Linked DNA regions of Sus scrofa: regions 1 and 2 are each linked to region 3. Evidence: chromatin contacts called from public HiChIP or PLAC-seq data. All regions are on one chromosome and are shown on one strand. Each heading gives the region's core, a stretch centred on a gene start, on an enhancer-like site or on the middle of the called end of the contact. The rest is flanking DNA. Distances are from core to core; before and after follow the strand shown.

Region 1 (4,624 bases), core at 528-3,027, 520 kb before region 3:
GAAGAGACCAGGCCTTTTCCAGGCCCTGGGAGCTGTGGGCAGGCCCAAAGCCGCCACTGAAGTGTCTGCTGGCCCCAGTGTGAGGACTGAGGGAACCTTCCCAGACAAAACAGCGGGGATACACAGACCCTGGCCGGTCGCAGTGCAGACTTACATGTTGACTGCTGTCCAGACACGGTGGTTGATTCGTCAGCTGAATCAAAGGTTTCCGGAAGGGAGACAGGAAACACTCCTGGCTCTGGGTCTCATTGCTGGCTTTCCGTTTCTTAGGAGTCTAGGAGAACAGAGGAAGGTGAAGTCTGAAGACACAGAGTTGGCCACAATGGCAACTGGAGTTTAAAATGCTTATTAAGTAGAGTTCCTGCTGTGACACAGTGGGATCGGCAACATCTTGGGAGCGCTGGGACCCAGGTTTGATCCCCAGCCTGGCACAGCGGGTTAAGGATCCAGCACTGCGGCAGCAGTGAATGAAGTAGCCTGTGAAGGGCAAGTCCAGCAGTAGCATGAGGTCATGCTGGCCCCATATCTTAGCTCCAAAAGCTCGAAGGAATGAATGAGCAAACGTTTGCTTCCCTCCCTGAATTTATCAATGGAGGGACAGGAGTGCAGCTGATCCCAGCTCAGGCCACTCTCCAGTCTGTCCACACCATGGCAGTGAGAACACCAGCACCAAAAGCATTTTCTGGAGCAAGCCAGCAGCAGACCACAACAAGTGCAACCCCAAGTTCAAGTCTGAGACCCATGTAAGTGGCAAGGGGCAGCCAATGTGCCTCTCTCACAGGTAGAGGAGCCTCCTGCACGCCAGCTACAGAGCCAGCCCCACTGAGCCATCAGACAAGAACTCACTCGAGCCAGCTTGCCAAGGTATTTGAAGCTATAAGACACACCTGAAACCAAACACCAGGGGGTCTCCTTTTCCCCCCACCCCCCCAAGGGAGCCAATCATCTCTTGTTTCGGAACATCCTTTACTACCGGGAAAACTGAGGCATGTGAGCTTCTAGTGAGCCCCTGAGTATCATTTTATTTATCTGGTTAAATGCCTGACACACAGTAAACAGTCATTGAAGGTTCTGAAGGGGTTCATTCCATGGAACCCAGGATTCCTTGCTGCTTAAACAGTCCTGCACCCCCACCTTCCCTGTCCCCTTGAGGGCAGAGTACTTACCGCTGCTCCAGGTTGCCAATCTTCACCATCAGAGGGTCTAACTTCCGGCTTTCTTTTGGCCAGCTGGCTGGGAGCTAAGCTCCTCCTCTGGAAGGAAAGAGGCAGTGGAGCCCAACAGCCCTAGCCATTGGGCTAGCCAGTCTCCTCTAGTCCCATACTTACCATCCTGCGCCCAGGAGCATAAAACGTCAGGTACCCATTAGCCAAAGGTCAAAGGCACCCAGCAGCTGAGGACGCAGAACCAGCCTGGTAAAAGGAGGGCCGCTACATAATTGAGAGCATGGGCTCTCAAAGAGGAAGCACGGACGGAGGGAATCCAGCCAGGGGCTGAGGTCTGGGCCCAAACTCTGAGAGGGTCGGCCGCCAGTTAGCCAAGGCGGGAGAGCAGGCCAAGAAGGAAGTATCCAAACAGAAACGAGTAGAGGTCTGGGATGGGGGGAAGACACAGATGGAGCACTAAACTGGGCAGGGCGGAGTCAGGATAAAGGTCCCCGGGGGATGTGAAGGCAGGGGACAGTTGCGGGGGGCGGGGTAATAACAGGCCAGAAGAGAGGCTGGGGGGCCGGAATCCGAGGCCTGGGAACGGCGAGTCCGGACAACGGGATTTCCCGGCTCGGAGTGCAGATGCTGGACAGCGGGAGGCAGGGCAGGGATTCAGGCAGAACAAGAAGACCCGCGCTTGGGAGGGGAATCCAGGAGTGGCCGGAATGAAGAGCAGAGCGGATTCCCCGCGCAACCCTCCGGCTCAACCTTCCTCTTTCCGAAGCGCGCGTTAACAGCCGCCCGGACTCCCCGGACCCGCCAGGCCCGGTCAATCGAACCTCCCGCGGCGGCGCCGCCGCACCACCCATTGGCTGCGTTCGATGCGTTCGGCGCTCGCGACCCAAGGGGAGGGGCGGGGCTCGGGCCTCGGTCGCCGAGAGCCGCCGGCTCTGGACCTGGAGTGGCTGAACGGACCCGCGGGGGGTGGGGCTTAGGGGGAAGGGCGGGGCCCGCAGTGGCGGGAGCGGCGGGCCAGGTGGGCGGGGTCGGCCGGGCCCGCGGGGCTTCGGGGCGGGGACGCGGGGGTTTGGCTCCAGCTCCGGGCGTTTGAGGGAGGGGGTGGGCTGCTCCGGCAGCTACTGTGGTGGCAGTTTTGCTCAGACCGCGGAGGACTTGCCTTCTGCCCGCAGAAGCCTGGGAAAGGCGCACCTGCCTGTGCTGCACCTGGAGTGCAGCTGGGGGTTGGAGTCCGTTGCAGCTCCCTTCACCCACAGACTGGAGGAGGGAGTTTTTCTGCCTGGTCTCCCTACCACGTGGTCGACTTGGGCAGTGAAGGTCTCCAGAGGACGTGATTTTAAGGTCTGGAGTATCTTTGAGGAAGCTTTTCTTTCCTAGGTAAAAATGGGTGTGTGGGGGGGGGATTCATTTAATTTTTTATATGGGAGTATAGTTGATTTACAATGTTATGTTAGTTTCAGGTGGTTTTGTTTTTATTTGTTTATTTTCTCGCTAGGGGTCCAGTCCGAGCTGCAGCTGCCGGCCTGTGCCACAGCCACGCCAGATCTGAGCTGCATCTGAGACCTCTGCTGCAGCTGGTGGCAAAGCCAGATCCTTAACCCGCTGAGCGAGTCCAGGGATGGAACCCACATCCTCATGGATGCTAGTCAGGTTCTTAACCCACAGAGCCATATGGGAGCTCTAAATTTTTAAGGCTTCATGTATTGATCCTTTTAACATTATAAAATAACCCTCTTAGAGTTCCTGCTGTGGTGCAGTGGGTTAAGAATCTGACTGCAGTGGCTCAGGTCACTGCAGAAGTGTGGGTTTGATTCCTGGCTCAGTGCAGTGGGTTAAAGGATCCAGTGTTGCTGCAGCTGCTGCATAGGTCAAAGCTACAGCGCAGGTTCAATCCCTGGCCCTGGGACTTCCATATGCTACAGGTGTAGCCATAGGGGAAAAAAAAATGTCCCTCTTTTTCTCTGGGGATACTCCTTGTCTTAAAGTTTATTTTGCCTGATATTAATTTCCAACATTGTTCAGATCAGTGTTATATTTCTCCCAACCTTTTACTTTCAACTTATTTTTATCTTTGTATTTAAGAATATCTCTTGTAGGAGTTCCTGTCTTGGCGCAGCGGAAACAAATCTGACTAGGAACCATGAGGTTGCAGATTCGATCCCTGGCCTCACTCAGTGGGTAAAGGATCCGGTGTTTCCTTGAGCTGTGGTGTAGGTCGAAGACGTGGCTCAGATCCTGTGTTGCTGTGGCTGTGGCATAGGCTGGCAACTGTAGCTCCGATTCAGCCCCTAGCCTGGGAACTTCCATATGCTGTGGGTGTGGCCCCCCCCAAAAAAAGAATATCTCTTGTAGAGAGCAATAGTTGGATCTTGCTTTTTTATTCAGACTTGACAGCCTTCATTTTTTATCTTTCTTTCTTCCTCCCTACCTCCTTCTTCCTTTTCCTTCTTTTCTTCCTTTTTCTTTCTTTCTTTCTTTTCCACCCTGGGCCAGGGATCAGACCCGAGCTTCAGTTGCAGCAATGCCAGATCCTTAGCCCACTGTGCCAGGCTGGAGATGGAACCTGTGTCTCAGTGCTCCATAGTTTCTGCTGATCTTGTTGCACCATAGCAGGAACTCCAGTCTCTGCTTTTTAATTACAATGTTTAGGCCACTTACATTTAATGTAATTATTGATAAATTTGGACTTAGGACTTCCGTTTTTTTTTTTTTTTTTTGGCATGCCCACAGCATATGGAAGCTCCCAGGCAAGGGATCATACCAGAACCACAGCTATGACAATGCCAGATCTTTAACCCATTGAGCCACCAGGGAAATCCAAGACTGTCATTTGCTCCTTGTTTTATATCTGTCTCATCTATTGCTAGAAAAAGAAGACAAAAATTCACCAAGGATATAGAAGACCTGAGCAATACTATCAACCACCTTGACCTAATTACATTTATAGAACATTTTACCTAACAACTGCATAATGCTTGTTGTTTTTATGGGGAAACAGAACATTCACCTAGATAGGCCATCTTTTGGGCCATAAAACATACTCAGTAAATTTTTAAAAATTGAATCCTTCAGGGAGTTCTCATCATGGCTCAGTGGTTAACGAATCTGACTAGGAACCATGAGATTGTGGGTTTGATCCCTGGCCTTGCTCAGTGGGTTAAGGAGCCGACGTTGCTGTGAGCTGTGGTGTAGGTCGCAGACTTAGCTCAGATCCCGAATTGCTGTGGCTGTGGTGTAGGCTGGCAGCTGCAGCTCCAATTAGACCCCTAGCCTGAGAACCTCCATATGCCGTTGGTGCAGCCCTAGAAAAAGAAAAGAAAAAAAAAATTGAAATCCTTCAGAGTATATTCTCAGGAATTAAATTAGAGATCAATAAAAATAAGCTTTCTAGGAGTTCTCTGATGGTGCAGCAGGTTTAAGGATCTGGTGTTGAGACTGCTATGGCTTGGGTTGCAGCT
Region 2 (4,093 bases), core at 980-3,479, 570 kb before region 3:
ATACACTGATCTTTTATTCTTCAATAATTTTGTGTCAAAAGTATCATGGCATATTTTGGAAAAACTAATCCAAGTCTGCATATGGAGTCCCTTCATGTAAAACTTCCTGTCAATGAGAAGAAACAAGGTGACGCTAAATCAAAAGATTCAGTCTCCAAGAGGTATAAGTTCTTCAAAGTAAACCTCAGTTTTCTTAATTTTAAAACTGACTACTAGGAGTTCCCATCGTGGCTCAGTGGTTAACGAATCCGACTAGGAACCACGAGGTTGCGGGTTCGATCTCTGGCCTTGCTCAGTGGGTTACGGATCCAGTGTTGCTATGAGTTATGGTACAGGTCGCAGATGCGGCTCGGATGCAGTGCTGCTGTGGCTCTGGCATAGCCCAGCAACTACAGCTGATGTTAGACCCTAGCCTGGGAACCTCCATATGCCACTGGTGCAGCCCTAGAAAAGGCAAAAAGACAAAAATATAAATAAATAAAACTGACTACTTGTTCACTTTCCTTTTTCTCACCTACTGCTGTGGTCAGTGAGCCCTACTGAACTTTCTGGTTTAGTTCCAGCTGAACTTCCTGATGCTGGCTCCATTCCTTTCTGGTACTCTCTCTGAAAATAAGAGTTGAAAAAGGGAGTTCCCGCTGTGGCTGAGCGGATTATGAACCCGACTAGTATCCATGAGGATGTGGGTTCGATTCCTGGCCTCACTCAGTGGGTTAAGGATCCAGCATACTGTGAGCTGTGGTGGCTCAGATCTGGCCTTGCTGTGGTGTAGCTGCAGCTCCGATTCAACCCCTAGCCTGGGAACTTCCATATGGTGCGGGTGTGGCCCTAAAAAATTAAAGAAAGACAGAGAGAGAGACTAGAAAAAATTATGGGATAAGCTAGTCTCTAACTTTTCTGAACCTATAAGCCCAGAATAGCTGCTGGGAAGTGACCTGAGCACAAATAATAGCAAGGAAATGTGCTGAAAAACAAAAAGCTAGCTGGGGAGTTCCGTTGTGGCGCAGTGGTTAACGAATCCGACTAGGAACCATGAGGTTGCAGGTTCGGTCCCTGCCCTTGCTCAGTGGGTAAACGATCCCGCGTTGCCGTGAGCTGTGGTGTAGGTTGCAGACGCGGCTCGGATCCCGCATTGCTGTGGCTCTGGTGTAGGTCGGTGGCTACAGCTCCGATTAGACCCCTAGGCTGGGAACCTCCATAGGCCGTGGGAGTGGCCCAAGAAAGCAAAAAGACAAAAAAAAAAAAAAAAAAAGCTAGCTGGCTTCTGTAAAATGGTGCAATACTGTGACTGAGTTTTGGCTCCGGAACCATGCTGCTTGGGTTCAATTCCTGCCTCCCTGATTCATTAGCTGCGGGTCCTCAGGCAAGATACTTAACGTCTCTATGCTTGTTTCCCCACCTGTAAAATGACAATACTGAGTACCTAATATTTCACAAGACTAAATGTGGGGCTTAAATGAATTAGTCCATATAACGCGCCTGAAACGGTAAGCCGCCAACAAATGATGATTCTTACACGGGCATTCTCGGCTAGCAGAGCGCTCCCTCTCCCATCACGGAATTACGCCGCACATGCCCACACTGTGCCCAGGGCACCTTCCCCCCTATACACACACACCCAAAGAAAAAGAAATCACTTTTTCACGGAAACTAGCGTAAGGCCAGGTGCCCGGAACAGCCACACGAGACATGGTAGGGATTCCTGACCCGAGCTGAGGCAAGGTCTCAGTTGGTCCGCTTGCGCTCCAAACCCGTCAAACCAGGGGTTCTGACCACCTGACTGACTGCAAATACAGACACTATTTTCATAAAAGTTTGGTCCACACAGCATTTCCATTCTGGTTAAGTCTTCACTACATTCCTAGAATTGGGAAGCCGAGACCCAGAGAAAGCCTAGTCATCTAGGGGCCCAAGGTCACTCGACGACCTCCGGGGAAGGGTCGGGGGCACCAGCTTTCCCGACCCTGCAAACGCAACGGGGAACCCAGGGCCCAGAAGGCCCTGGCGTGTTTGGGCGGCCTAGTTCCTGAGCCTCAGGACAGTGAAAAGGGTCGAGTCGCCCTCCTGGTCTTACCTCCTTGGGATCTCCAGACCCGGTCAGCATCCTTTGCTCGTCCTCCAGCCCCATGTCCGGCTGTGGCTCTAGACTCAGCACGAGCAGCAACAGCGGCACCTATTCCACTTCAGGATCAAGAAGGACTAGTAAGGGTCACTCGGCGGATATCCGGCGACCTGGCCGGAAGTGCGGCAGACTCGTCGTAGTCGCGAACACACGCTCCGATTGGCATGTACTATCGCCCAGAGGCAGGGGATAGGGGTAGCTGGTACTGGCACTAGGGGAGGATTGGCTAAGGAATAACCCCTCAGTCACGCCACACCCAAATATATTGACCTTGGCGCTTATTTGCAATATCGGATTCTAAGGAACTTGGGAAATATGCAGAAGCTTTCGATGTTCCTTTAGCCTAGTTCTCGTTCTTCCCCACATCGCTGATGGACGCGTCCTAACTGCTGACCTTTTCAAGATGGCGTCCCGAGAGTGCCACCCTCGGGCTCGCGCACCTCCCCAAGATGGCGGCGCCCGAGGCCTGGCGCGCCCGGAGTTGCTGGTTCTGTGAGGTAGCGGCGGCAACGACCATGGAGGCCACGTCCCGGGAGGCGGCGCCAGCGAAGAGCTCGGCCTCGGGCCCCAGCGCTCCCCCCGCCCTGTTCGAGCTGTGCGGGCGGGCGGTGAGCGCCCATATGGGGGTTCTGGAGAGTGGGGTGTGGGGTAAGTCGCGGGGTGAAGGGCTACCTCTGGCAAGGAGCGGAGGCGGCCCCGCAACCGGGGGGCGCGGGGGGCGAGGCCGGGAGGCCTGGGGCAAGGCCCAGCCCCGGGCACTGGAAGGCATATCGTGGGGTCGGAGCGTGAATTCCGTGACTGACAGGGCTGAGGCAGTAAGGTCGGCGACCAAACCAGCAGGTGGACCCGCACCGCGGCCTGGCTGGGGGGCGCGGGTGGCGAGGCCAGGAGGCCCGGTCTGGGACGAAGCAGGCAGGGCCCGGGCTGCGGAGGCGGGACTGCCGGCCCGGGCTGTGGGCACCGAAGTGACACTCGGGCTGGGCCGGGCTGCAGAGTCTCGGATGTTGAACGGACGGGCAGCGGGAGACCTGCTGCTGGGGGGCGGGGGCCGAGGCGGGGAGGCCCGGCCCAAGGCCGGGAGGCCAGGCCCGGGGCCACCTCAGCTGACCGACGGCGCGGGGCCGCGGGTGTCCGCAGGGCAGACTGCGGGCTTCGAGGCGCCGGAGGCCAAGCCGCTGGGCGAGGGCGGCCAGTGGGCTGCAGAGTGCGGGGATGAGGCAGCGGGAGAGGCCGAAAGACGCGGGGCGCCGAGGCCTGTCCGACGGCCCGGGGCCGGAGGGAGCGATCTGTGGCCCGGGCCTCGGTGCCAAACGGACTGAGCGGCAGACTGACGGGCAGGGCACGGAGCGCCGGAGCCGCTCGGATTGGCCGCGGGCGGGCCCGGGGGATCCCGACCTGGAAGGGGGCGCGGCGCCGCTAGGAGGCCCGGGTCCGAGTGGACTGAAAGGAGGCCCCGGGCCCGAGAGCGGCCGGCCCGGCCTCGGTGGAGGGCGCGCGGGCTGAGCAGCAGAGGCGGGCGGGCTGGGGCCCCGGGATGAGGGCCGGGGAGCCTGCGAGGACCCGCGGCCGGGCGGGCCGCGGCACGGAGGAGGGAGGCCTGCAGCCGGACGGGCCGGAGGAGGCCCGGCCGTGCGGGGGGTACCGCCCGCCGCAGCCTGGCAGCTGAGGAAGAGGACGCGGGTCGGCGACCTGGCCCGGGGAGCGAGGGAAAGAGAGGAAAGTGAGGGCCCTGGGGGGAGGCCTGGCGCGCGGGGCGGGGTGGGGGAGCCCACGGAGGCCGCGGGCCTGACACTGCGGGTGGGAGGGGCTGGGGCCCCGAGGCCAGGGCCGAAGTTGCCGAGGACACGGCAGGCCGGGCCGCGGGCCGGGGAAGAGGGAGCGGAGGGAGCGGTGACAGGAGAGGAGGCCCCGGGCCTTGAGGGGGAGGGGGGGAAGAAGAGAGAAGAGAAGGGTCTTTTCAGGAGGAAGCCC
Region 3 (3,990 bases), core at 205-2,704:
GGATCTGGCGTTGCTGTGAGCTGTGGTGTATGGGTCACAGACACAACTCAAATCCCGAGTTGCTGTGGTTCTGGCGTAGGTTGGTGGCTACAGCTCCAATTCGACCTCTAGCCTGGGACTTCCATACGGGTGCGGCCGAAGAAAAAAAGACAAAACACTGAAAGTCATATAGCTTCTCTGCTTTTTTTTTTTTTTTCCCTTAAGGTATGTTTTGGGGCTTTGTAGTTTACAGCTCAAAGTAATGATAGTAGCAATCAATACAATTTAGCAGGCACTGTAACTATGTGTTTTATATGCACTAACTCATTCAATACAATGACCTCATCAACTTGGTGCTGGAAACAGTATTGCCTGTTAAGTTAGAGTGCAGACTTGAGTCAAATAATCTGGTTTGGAATCCTGGCTCCAACATAGTATTAGCTATATCACTTTGGACAAATTATTTAAGCTGGCTATGGTGCAGTTCACTCATCTACAAGGCTTATAATAACTACATAGGGTCTTTGTATTTTTAAAAAAAAAAAAAAGTCAATACATGTAAAGAGCTGACAACTGTTCCTAACACAAAGTAGGCACTCAAAAAATATTAGCTATTATTCCCACCTTACACAATATAAGCAGCCCAGTAAGTGGCTGTGTGAAAATATGAATCTACATCTATCATGTTTACATGAGTTCCATTCTTAACCAGAAGAATGAGGTGTCTAAAAATCCAAACCCCACAGTTGCTGCTTGATTAAAAAACTTGGTGAACTAATTTCTTGACTACAGATCTTAGGGCTGGGTCAAGAAATTCTGTACACCAGCCAGTCAGTGTCTTCATTCTATGAATAAGGAAGCAAGCAGGACGTTTATCTCTGGCCTCTGAGCAGAGGTTAGATAACACACATCTACTCCTGACTCCCAGACACACGTATCCGCATGGCCCACACATTCACCTTTGTTCAAAATCACCCCATTAAAAAGCTTAATGCTCCCTCAACCTTTCGAACTTTCTATGCAAGGTGACATGTGCTTCCCATCTCAAGAGTATTGAAGCGAAAAAGTGACACCCTAAAAGCCTGAGGACGGCAACTGGTGAGGGGTTTAAAGGACAAAGCCCCAAGTGTTAATCTGCTCAATTTTGGTGAAAAAGCTCAAGGTTTCCACTGCCTCAAATATAAGAGTTGCAAAATGCAAGTCTCAGCGCCGACAGCAGAGAAAAGGGAAGGCGGGGTCTGGATGCAAAGATCCTCGGGAAACTGTGCCCAACTGTGCCTGCGGTTTCAGTTTTACTCTGAAGGCTTGGTGCCCCCCTTTCCCAACCTGCACTGGTCGCAGCAGCGCTGTTACTTACTTGCCAGCGTCGCGCGGGGAGGTGGAAAGCTGAGCTGCAAGATTGGCCAGGCTCTCTGGAAAAAGCACTTCCGGCAAGTGGGGGTTATTAGCCTCCCACTTCCTGGGAGCCGGAAAAAAATCAGTCCGGCTGGAGACCTAACCACCCCTAACTGGTTCCCAATTCCAGGCTTTCTGTCTTGGACTCTAACATCTTGATTCTAGTGAAAGCCGGCTTTGGAATTCTTAGGGCATCTGAACGGTCCTTGCCTTTCTATTCCAGGTTTCCCAGCCAGAAGAATCTGCTCCGCAGAGTTCGGGAAGGTGGAGTGAAACTACTGGAACCATCTCAGAGTGATGGTGGTGGAGCAAGGTAGGAGAGATTTGGAGTCTAGGCCAAGTATGACTTGGCCAAATTGCTTGCTATCTCTGGAATTCATTTTTTTACTTTGCGTAACAACAAAGTTTCTAGGATCAACGGGGCACATCTCCCTTCTCATTGGGGTCCTGAACTAATACTAGCTAAGAAAACAAACACCTGTTTCCACTTCATTTTCTTTGCTGCTAACTGAAAACTTAGTTAAGAAATAAAAAGCACCGGGGCAGGACTTTCACTTCCATGAAAGACGTGGTAAGAGTCTTGGGCTTGAGGGTGACCCGGAAGTTAGATTATTCCTCCTGTCGCTCTCCGCTTTAACTTTTGTTTGTGAGCTAGGTGACCTTGAGCAAGTCCCTTCCCTTCTCTGAGCTTCAATTTCAGTCTGTCATCGGGAGTTCCCGCTGTGGCACAGCTGGTTAATGACCCCACTTGTCTCTGTAGAGGTGCCAGTTGGATGCCCAGCCCACTGCAATGGGTTAAGGATCTCTCCTTGCTGCAGCTATGGCGTAAGTCGCAGCTCTGGCTCGGAATGAATCCCTGACCAGAGCACTTTCCTACGCCGCGAGTGCGGCTGGAAAAAAAAAAAAAAAAGGAAGCACCACTAGACGTATCTGTCTGAAGACAATGGGAGACCTGAACCGGCCCAGGATGGCCAGTTTCACATTCCTCCAGATTCTATGTAGTCTAGCTTCCTGGTTACCAGCTCTCTCAAGGTTTAGCTTCGCGTGCAGAACGGGCTCACAGCACATTCTTCCTGATGCTAACCCCTTCCAGCCGCTATCGGCTTTCACTTTTATTTCCTCCTCCGTCATGGCAGCGCCGCCCCTTCCCGTTACGCGACACCCAATGAAACTTTGGGTCAGAGAAACAGCTTCTCCGCCCTGGCACGGGAGCAGACTCAGACCCGAAATCCTCCCGGTGCTGGGACAGGGGCGTGACGCCAGCGGTCGGGCGGAACTAGCACTCCCAGTGGGCAACGCCTCGGGCCCAGCCGCGCAGGACTCCAGAGCCCGGCAGCGAGGCCCGCTGGGGGCTGGAGTCTTAGCGACGCGCGCGCACGTGGAAGGCAGGAGCCGAAAGTGGGAAGGGGTCGGCAAACACACACGCCTACCGGTGAGCACCTGTAGAGGTAGTTCGGAGAGGCGTGCTTCCCCAGAGGTGGGGTGTGCAGGACGAAGGGGCGTGTTGAAACGGGCACACCGTACACACCCACCCACTCGTTCGCACGCGCCCAGGCCCGAGTGTCGGGAGAGGCAATGGAAGGGGAGTATCAAACCCAGTTGATCTCCGCCTCTAAGGCGGCGCGCGGAAAAGCAGGGTTCTCCCCTGCAGAGGGGCGGGGGCGACCGGGCACGGCCGCAAGCCGCTGCGGAGGGAGGGCTGGGGGCGGGGCGAGGGACAACCGCTGTTCTCGCGGCCGCACGTTGGCGCTCGGAGCGCCGGCGGCGGTCGCCCGAGCAGCGCCCGTGCGCGTGCGCGCCTGTGGGCGGGGCAAGCGAGGGGGCGTGTCAGAGGCGGGGCCGGGCGGGGGGGCCGGGCTGGCCTTCGCTCCTCCCCCTGCGCCCGCTCTGCCCCTCCTGGGCCGTGTGGGCCGGGCAGCCATTTTGGGAAGAGCTTTGTTATGGTTGTGGGCTCTTCACCTCCGCGGGAGCAGGAAGCGGGGGACGCGCCCTGAGACGCCGCGACTGGCCCCTAGCTGGAGCTCCGCGGCTGCCCGGTGAGTGCGCGTTGCGGACACCTGGGCGGGGGGGGGATCTCGCGTCGTCCGGCGCGGGCCTCCGCCCGGTCCCCGACCGAGCGGCTGTTGCAGCAAGTTGCGGGAGGCTCTCACACAGGTGGTTGGGTGTAGGTCGGTCCGGGGAGCCGGGGGCGAGCCCACGCGTCGTGCGGTTCCGACGCCGCACCTCGCCCGGCGCGGGCAGCCGTGCCCGCGAGCGTCGGCGCGGCTCCGCCTGAGCGCTCCCGCTTCAACTTCGGTCTTGGGGTCGCCGTGCTCACCTGCGGCTCCCTGGCTCCCCTCCAGGCGGTCCGTCTCGGTGGTGGCTCAGCAGCCTGGTGCCCGGGTGTCTCTTTCTTCCCTTCCTAAGTGAGCGCCGAGGGCTTTTGTTTTCCAGGGATGGAAAGTCTAAGGAAGAAAGCGAGTGAGGCAAACGTGGGGTCTTTGCGGGGAAACGGAGAGCTTTGCCTCCCTCCCCCACTTGCCCCGTGTCCCGCTGCCTCTGGGCAGCGAGGTGTTTTCGTTCATTTCGATTCCGTCTGTCCAGCACCTTTCCTTTCGGGGGCGGCGGGGGGGAAAG

The links. HiChIP or PLAC-seq counts read pairs in DNA pulled down with a chosen protein or histone mark.
Region 1: an H3K27ac HiChIP or PLAC-seq map of skeletal muscle shows a contact between it and region 3, with 4 times the contacts expected there. The contact joins the promoter of RAD54L here to the promoter of GPBP1L1 in region 3. A contact is called at or near these places in 3 of 5 promoter capture datasets (fetal liver, fetal skeletal muscle and liver) and 2 of 2 datasets of contacts at active chromatin or transcription factors (alveolar macrophages and skeletal muscle).
Region 2: a contact with region 3 is called in an H3K27ac HiChIP or PLAC-seq map of alveolar macrophages. The contact joins the promoter of LOC100524873 here to the promoter of GPBP1L1 in region 3. A contact is called at or near these places in 1 of 5 promoter capture datasets (liver), 1 of 47 Hi-C or Micro-C datasets (skeletal muscle) and 1 of 2 datasets of contacts at active chromatin or transcription factors (alveolar macrophages).

What each region holds. Positions count from the first base shown.
Region 1 is chr6:165,182,864-165,187,487 of Sscrofa11.1, forward strand. RAD54L (RAD54 like (S. cerevisiae)) reads right to left here and starts at 1,778. Exons shown (of 18, transcript NM_001123183.1): 1 at 1,329-1,778; 2 at 1,167-1,253; 3 at 155-274. The coding sequence starts at 1,331.
Region 2 is chr6:165,132,146-165,136,238 of Sscrofa11.1, forward strand. LOC100524873 (cytochrome b-c1 complex subunit 6, mitochondrial) reads right to left here and starts at 2,230. Exons shown (of 4, transcript XM_005665459.3): 1 at 2,075-2,230. The coding sequence starts at 2,128. It overlaps LRRC41 (leucine-rich repeat-containing protein 41), which reads left to right and starts at 2,537. Exons shown (of 11, transcript XM_003128024.5): 1 at 2,537-2,770. The coding sequence starts at 2,572.
Region 3 is chr6:165,707,510-165,711,499 of Sscrofa11.1, forward strand. It overlaps GPBP1L1 (vasculin-like protein 1), which reads left to right and starts at 1,455. Exons shown (of 12, transcript XM_021096736.1): 1 at 1,455-1,687. TMEM69 (transmembrane protein 69) reads right to left here and starts at 1,474. Exons shown (of 3, transcript XM_021096737.1): 1 at 1,337-1,474.